Regions from separate parts of the Mus musculus genome. Here region 2 is linked to region 1. The links are chromatin contacts, called in public Hi-C maps. All regions are on one chromosome and are shown on one strand. Each heading gives the region's core, a stretch centred on a gene start, on an enhancer-like site or on the middle of the called end of the contact. The rest is flanking DNA. Distances are from core to core; before and after follow the strand shown. Region 1 holds the start of Adra1b (adrenergic receptor, alpha 1b). Region 2 overlaps Gm12153 (a long non-coding RNA gene).

Region 1 (3,883 bases), core at 761-3,260:
GTTGGGAGCATTTTGGGGGTGAAAACGGAAAATATTTCGCTTTGAAATCCCAAGCTTCAGAAACTTAAAGGCCCATGGAAGCTGTGTGGCTGTAGGATGCTCCTATTATCTGGTAAGAACGACAGTGCAGAAAGGGGAGAGCCAGCAGGGAGGGAGGAGAGGAAGACCGCAGCCTCTGCAAGGCTGAGAAACGTGGTCCCTGCAAATATTGAATGAACACTGCCTTTCTCTGTAGGAGCCGCCTCTCTGCTTCCCCAATGCCGCGTCTGCAGTAACTACAAACTATTTGGTATTCTGTGTTAGTGACGCTGCCTTCTCAGATACATCGTTACTACCGAAATAACACTGGCGAGATGTTGGAGCCCAGTGTCCTTTTTAATTATTAAACTGAGGCCAGTGACTGAGTCATTCCACATCCCAGATTCTCCTTCCGTGCTTCTATTTCAAGTGCCTAGTATCTTAGCTTTTTTTTCACCAACACCTGAGTTGGTTCTTAGCCAGTTCCCCAATCTGCAAAGCCCTTGCAGAACAAATAGTATTATCCAGTCTCCAAACACACACTGATGGCATAAAAATAACCAAACCCACACAAAAACTTTGGTGTGAGATCATCAGGAAAACCAATGTAGGTCTACCTCCCCTCTGCCAGCCCCCAACTTACCAAGTGGGAGAGCGATGAAGAAGGGGAGCCAACATAAGATGAACATTCCGACTACAATGCCCAAGGTTTTGGCTGCTTTCTTTTCCCTGGAGAACTTAAAAAGTTTGACAGCTATGGAACTCCTGGGGTTGTGGCCCTTGGCCTTGGTACTGCTGAGGGTGTCCTCATGAAAGTTCTTAGAGTGGATTCTCAGGGTCAGCTCTTTGGAGTTGGACATTTCCTTCATGACTCCCGCCTCCAGATTCTTGGTGGTCCTCTTGGCCACGATGTAGACTCGGCAGTACATGACCAGGATGACCGCCAGTGGGATGTAGAAGGAGCCCAGGGAGGAAAAGAGGGCGTAGAAGGGTTCTTCTGTGACCCCACATTCTTTGTCGTCATTGGGCGCAGGTTCTTTCCATCCAAGGAGAGGCCCGATGGAGATGACCGTGGACAAGACCCACACACTGAGGAGCGCCAAGATGGCCTTCCTGCGGGTGACCAGCGTGGGGTACTGCAGAGAGTATCGCACCCCAATGTAGCGGTCAATGGAGATGGCACATAGGCTCAGGATGGAGGCCGTGCAACACAGGACATCAACCGCTGCCCAGATGTCACAGAAGATGCGCCCCAGCACCCAGTAGCCGAGCACTTCCAGGGTAGCGGAGAAGGGCAGGACTGTGAAGCTCAACAGCAGGTCAGCAATGGCCAGGTTGACAATGAAGTAGTTGGTGGGCGTCCGCAGGTGCCGGTTGCAGGCCACCGACAGGATGACCAAGATGTTGCCCACGATGGCAAAGAGGATGAAGGCGCCCAGCACCAGGCCCACAGAGATGGCCCTGGTGACGTCCAGCTGGGGCAGTGTGGAGTTGCTCGAGGTCTGGTTGGGGCCAGTGAAGTTGGCATCTTTCAACTCTCCCCAGTGGGCAGGTGCTGATGTGTTGTGGCCGGTGTCCAGATCGGGATTCATTTTAAAGTCCGCCCTCCATAGCCAGGGAGGAGATTGGGCTCGGAAGGGCTGCGACCAAAGCTCCTCAGCTGCCCTGAAACTTTGCTCCCTCCGTGGTCTTCTTTCCAGAGGCGTCCTCCTGGCGAGAAGTCATCTCCCCCGGGCAGCCTAGCCCGGCAGCACGTCGCCTGCCTGCACCCAGCGGCTCGCTCGCCTGTCAGAGGGAGGAGGAGGAGAGAGGGGACGAGGCGGCAGCTCCAAGTTTAATGGTCCACGTCAGGCGCGCCTGGCCGGGCTGGCGCGGGAGCGCGGGGAGGAGCGGGCGCCGGGCCGGGGGTGCCCGGCTGTGCCCGGCCCGCGGCGGGTCTACGGACCGCGGTGCCTTCTCCGCCCAGCGATCGCGAGGAGGGTCTGCTTTCAATGAGCCGCCTCTGGGCTGACTGCACGGCGGTGACATCAGGCGGGGAAGCCCGGGCGCCCTGACTCTGTGCGGCACTAGGGGGCAATGCGGGTCCAGCCAAGGAGCGCAGCCCCGACGCCAGCGCCAGCCTAGTCGGCTTGGAGACCTGCCGCGCCCGGCACCGCTCCCTCTGCGGGGATGGGGCGGGGAGCAGAGCAGGGGATCCGGGTGTGGGCATCCCGGTTCATACACCCCAGGGGGCCCGCTGGGATTATTTTTTCCCCCTGTTCACGCTTCAGTTAAAAGGTAGGGTGGGGATGCTTACCTCTAATGGGGGCTCCTGGAGTCAAGCCATGGGTTCAGAGAGATGTGCAACTTCTACACAACTGGCTTCTACAAAAGGAAGAAAATCCCTGCGTTAGGCAGGTGACAGAGACTTGAGTCACATCTGAGACCAGGCGTATACTTTAGTTCCCCCTTGCAACCTCTTTGGCCTTGATAAAACCTAGAAACTTCTGTTGCTCATTCATTCGTTCAGTTATTCCCTGCACACATTCCTTCAGTGGATTGTTAATGTCCACCTCCAGGCAGTGGCTCCATTCTAGGCACTGTTCTCCAACAGTTAGAAGGGTACCCAGATTCCTGACCGGCAAGTGGAAGCTTATCAAACAAGCAAAATCTGAAGCGAGACATCTAATGACAGGAGTTTAGGAGAAGATTAATTGAGGACAGAGAAATGCAACCAGGGTATGGAAGAATATGAATTGGATTTTTTTTTTTAATGACAGAGTATGATGTAGCTCAGGTTGCCCTCCAGCTCACTGTATAACACAAGAATACCTTTGAACTCTTGATTTTCCTATGGCCACCTCCTGAGTGCTGGAATTACAAGCATGTACCGCCGTGGTTGGTTTATTTGATACTGGGGATGGAATTCAGGGCTTCGTGCATTCTAGGCAAGCACATACTCTACCAAGTGAGCAGCATCTCTAGGCTGAACTTGACATTTTAAGAAGGGGCTTGGGGTTGTCACTAAAGAGATAGTTGAGGGAGGGAGGGAAGGAGGGAGGAGGGAGGGAGGGAAGGAGGGAAGGAGGGAAGGAGGGAAGGAGGGAGGAAGGGAGGGAAGGGTGAGAGGGAGCTAGTTGTATCTCTGGGAGTAGAGAGTGAGGACTGATTGCCAAATCCTGGGGAAGGGACTTGGGGGGGGGGGTCTTGCCTGTTGGCTCTTTTCTTGTATTGCCTTGTATACATGTAGGCTATTAGGCTACAAACCCTATTTCCAGAGGTGGGTAATTACAAAAAGGAAGAAGAAAAAAGTCAAACCAGGGAAGAATTTTCTTGTTTGTTTGTTTGTTTGTTTGTTTTTAGAAAGAAGGTCTTCAAAAAAAAAAAAAAAAAAAAAAAAAAGAAAGAAGGTCTTCAGGTTGGTTTTGAACTCAAGATTCTCTGTCTCCCAATACTTAGATGCTAGACCATGTGCTACGTTCATGCTGCCTTTTCTCCCGACTTGATGAGAGAACTAGTCTCATTTTGATTTCTGTTTTGAGGATGGGACCCGTGTGATAAGGGAGTTGAGCCGTTTTTTTCAAGTACATATGCCTATTGAGGAGAGGAAGGGTGAGTTGGAGTTGAATGTCATTACTGGGTTTCCTTATTCTAGTGCTGAGTACTGAGCCATAGAAGAGTCACCGTTTCTATAGGAGCAAAATAGGGGATAGAGTAAATGTTATAACTTGGGCTTTTTTTTTAAATGGCTCATTTTGGGGCTCAAGTTAGTGCTACTGGGAAGGAACCCACATTTGCTGAGCTCCTACTGTTCATCAAACATTTACTTATTTCTCTCCCCTCCTCTCCTCTCCTCTCCTCTCCTCTCCTCTCCTCTCTCCTCTCC
Region 2 (3,684 bases), core at 236-2,735, 180 kb after region 1:
GAAGTGTGGGCTTGTGTGCTTCGGCTTTCTGTGGCTGAGGCCAAAGAGCTGAGAAAATTAACATAAAGGAGGAAGGAGGATCAGTTTCTCAGGCAGCTCAGTTCAAGGTTTGCCGTGTCCATTGCTGTGCGCTTGGGATGATGCAGAGTGGAAAGCATCCTGACAGGAATGAAGCTGGAGAAAAGTTGCCCCACAGGGAGAGACACATGAGAGAGTTGGGGGTTGAGAGAGAAGGGAAGAGAGGGAGAAGGGGAGAGTTAAGGAGAGGGTATGAGGAGAAAGAAGGGGAGAGCACCTGGGAAAAGTCACACCCTGCAAGGACCTGCCCCCCCCCCAAGGGTCTGCTTCCTCCAACTAGGCCTGCACCCCTACAGTTTCCATGCCTTCCACTAATGCCACCAGCTGCTCTCAAGCCTGTAGTATATTGGGTCTGGGAGACATTTCAGATGCGAACTGTAACAGGGCTGGGAAGCCCAGGAAAAGCCGCATCAAGACAAGATCCCTCCGTACCTGTGACATGTCCACTCTCAGCTCAAGACTATACAGGCAGACTGCTTCCCTTTCCTAAGCAGAAGTCTGAATCCATCTCAGGCTGCCCCTAGCTTAAGCTACCTGACAGACTCTTCAGCCTCAGTGCCCCGAAAGCATTCATTTTTATTTATTTTACCCTCGTGATGGATATAACACCCAAGTGGGCTCATGCTTACTAAGCTATTTCCCAGCCAAAGCAATCCAGAGAATGTTAATTATCTCCTTCCACCCCCCCCTCCACACACAATGAATTATTGACTTCCAGAGCACGAAATCTTTAGCTGTGAGGTATTCCAGAATTCGCAGGTTATCAAAAATGTGCAGAGGGAGAGAATTTTGGTTCAGCCCTGGGAGGCTGAGGTGGGAAAATTTGTCCTTATTTATTTACATGGAAATAGAATGAGCTTTTGGCCAGCTTGTTAATGGGTTCTTAAAGAGAAACAGGCTTCCTGTGGCCTGCTTAGAATGGTTGGTGGTCCTCCCTGCCACGTAAAACATCAAACTAAGAAGGCAGGAATTCCCTTCTAGATTCTTCTTATGTTGGAAATGGAGAGGCAGAGTATCAGGTAAGGACAGTGTCTGCTCTTAGTTCCCCTGTCTCTGCCCTCATTTATATAACTGGCCTTTAACGATGCATTTCATCTTGCTCTGGCCTCAGTTTTTCTACCAACCAAGTAGAGATATGTGATTTACCCAAACCAACTCATTGAATCCTGAAGATGAGATTAAAAAGTTAGTTTTTCAGGGTGCAATTTTATTTTGTGTTTCTGAAGAGCACATGTGATTTTCCAGAAAGAAAGAGACAGGTCCTAATCATATTTAAAAATAAGCTTTAGCATTTCCTAAGTGCTTGGCCAATTATTCCAAATAACATTCATTCCAGAGGCTGCTGGGGGAGGGGGGGATGGTGAGTCACATGATGGATGTCTTAGATGGTGGAGCAGCCAGAGACAGACAGTGTCTCGTGCCACAACCAAGCAGGGAACAGATCACCCCAGACCTCTCTCATACAGCCACTGGTGTCTACAGCAGATGCCTGAAGGCCTCTCTGTGTTCCTTCTACAGTGTTTCTGCTGAGAGTCTCCTCTGTGCCAGGTACTGGGATATGTAGGTGCTGCTTAGACACACAGTTGAGGGATAGAGGGAGGGAAGATGCTAAGCTAATATGCAGTTACCATGGTAAGGAGGTACTGCATTCAGTTTTGTGAAGAAGATTGAATGAGGAGATATGAATGAGAGGAGAAGGTCCAGGTAGGTCTCACTGAGGGGCTTGTGTCTTAACAGGGGTCACTACTAGCAGGAAGGATCACTATGGAGGGGAATAATGTGAGGGCCCTGAGCAGGAATGTACACTGTGTTGGAAGACTGAGAATAGGGGTGGCCGAGGATGGGAGCAGAGAGGGAGAGTGGTGTCAGGTGATATAGAAGAGCTAGCTAGGCTTGGGTTTACCCCAGCTCTCCTAACTGCCATTTGTATCATCTTGGGCAAGCTAACTCATCTCTCTCAGTTTCATGCTCTGTGTCAGCCAATGAAGGACTGATAGCTTGCAAGTCTGTAGAAGTTCAAAATTCACAACAGTCTAGGAGTCCTTTCTAGTCTGGCCCCAGTTAGCTTCTTGTCCGTCCCTGTCTTCTTCAGTTCCAGAGGACTGGTTTCTGCTCTTCTCAGGCTTGTGAGGCATATTTTACTTCTAGTCTATGTCCTCCGAGGTCATTTAATGCTCAGGTGTGAGTCTTACTACCTCAATGACTTTGGATAATCGCTTACATATTGTATCCCTTTCCTGACCAATTGATTTAAAATGGTCATCCCAGTGAACTTCAAACATCTGTCCCTATTTATTTCTTAGTAGTACTGAGCACAGTGAAACTCCCTTACAGTCACTGACTTTATGTATTGTCTACTCTCCAGAAAAAGAGTGAGACTCCACGAGGCCATAGTATTTGCCCTATTTGTTCAACCCAGTGTCCCTATCATCCAGGGAAAGGACCTGGCATCTAGTAGGAACCCAATAACTCGTATTGAAAACATAGAAATGACAGTGTAGAAGGAAATCCTAAACACTGAGTTTTGTGTTTTGCTTTTAGCTTTATTTTCTTTCTATTCAGAAAGGTATGCTGCATTAGACATCAAAAGATGTGTTCTTCCAATCCATCCAGTTTAGATACCACTGCTAGCCCAGATTCACATTGGTTTCAGTTTCTCCATATATCCATCTGAAACTCATTCCGGGGGGTCGTTCAAGATCTCTTCCCCTTGTGGTTACCTCTAATTTTTCTAGTCTTCTGTGACCCTTTATTATTTGGACACCATGTGGAACTCGGTGTTTTAACCTTTTGAAATGTGTACTCTAGCCAATTCTTTGATCTCAGAGCTCATAACATTTTAGAGTGAGCCACAAACTTAGCGATCCTTTTATTGAACGATCTGTGTGCCAAGTCACAGATGAGGTGCTGGGATATGATGTAAGGCTTGACATAGCTTGAATTCTGAAGCTCTGATGATAAACATAGCTGTGCAGAAGGAATGAATGAATAAAATACATGGCCAATTTGAAGTTGGTCATGAGATGGAGTTAAAAATATTGAAAGCATTTTGGTAAGTTATGGGATATCAGTTCCTTTTGGGACAGTAAATACTATTTCTTGAAGATTTTGGAAGGGGGGGACATAGTGTGAGGTACTTTTGATTTCCAAGAAGCCCAGACTGAACCACCTTGTGAAAGCTTTCTGGAGAGAGGAAGAAGGGTAAGTGTACGATATGTTGTGGCTACTTTTGTCTTCATGATATATCAGCTCTTGATGGCAGTAGAGAATGTTGGGTCATCGTTCATGTTCATTCTATATCCTGTCATCTAAGATCTACTTAAGGATATCCACCCGAAGTTCTGACTGTCACTAGGGACCCCTTATCAAGAGCACAGAATTCTCTTCCTGGCTTGCAAATGATTGCTTATGGGAAATGTTTTTTTTCCTCCCTCTTAGCAATGGTACATACTGTCAAATTCATTTTATTCCTCTGCTAGTGTGTTCCCAAGGGGGACGTTGTACTGTCAAACAGCTCCGCCTATGTGCCAGGCTCTAGTGGCTTCTAGCACCTGGGGATCTGATATCCTGTGGGGCTATCTGCCATCAGTCTACCTGAGAACATCT

What was found. A called contact is a pair of places that touch in the nucleus more often than the background predicts.
Region 2: a contact with region 1 is called in a Hi-C map of ventricular fibroblasts, with 8 times the contacts expected there. The contact joins the enhancer-like site here to the promoter of Adra1b in region 1. A contact is called at or near these places in 4 of 484 Hi-C or Micro-C datasets (the HL-1 cell line, embryonic fibroblasts, uterus and 1 more) and 1 of 115 datasets of contacts at active chromatin or transcription factors (neural progenitor cells).

The regions. Positions count from the first base shown.
Region 1 is chr11:43,834,479-43,838,361 of GRCm38.p6, forward strand. Adra1b (adrenergic receptor, alpha 1b) reads right to left here and starts at 2,011. Exons shown (of 2, transcript NM_007416.4): 1 at 662-2,011. The coding sequence starts at 1,610.
Region 2 is chr11:44,012,571-44,016,254 of GRCm38.p6, forward strand. All of the region lies in intron 3 of Gm12153 (a long non-coding RNA gene), which reads left to right. Among named protein-coding and RNA genes, the nearest start is that of Gm12153, 55 kb to the left of the region's middle. Within about 2 kb of position 1,486, at least 13 of the 459 cell types and tissues checked have an H3K27ac peak or open chromatin away from gene starts, as enhancers often do. A contact at or near this core is called in embryonic fibroblasts, where this site is marked.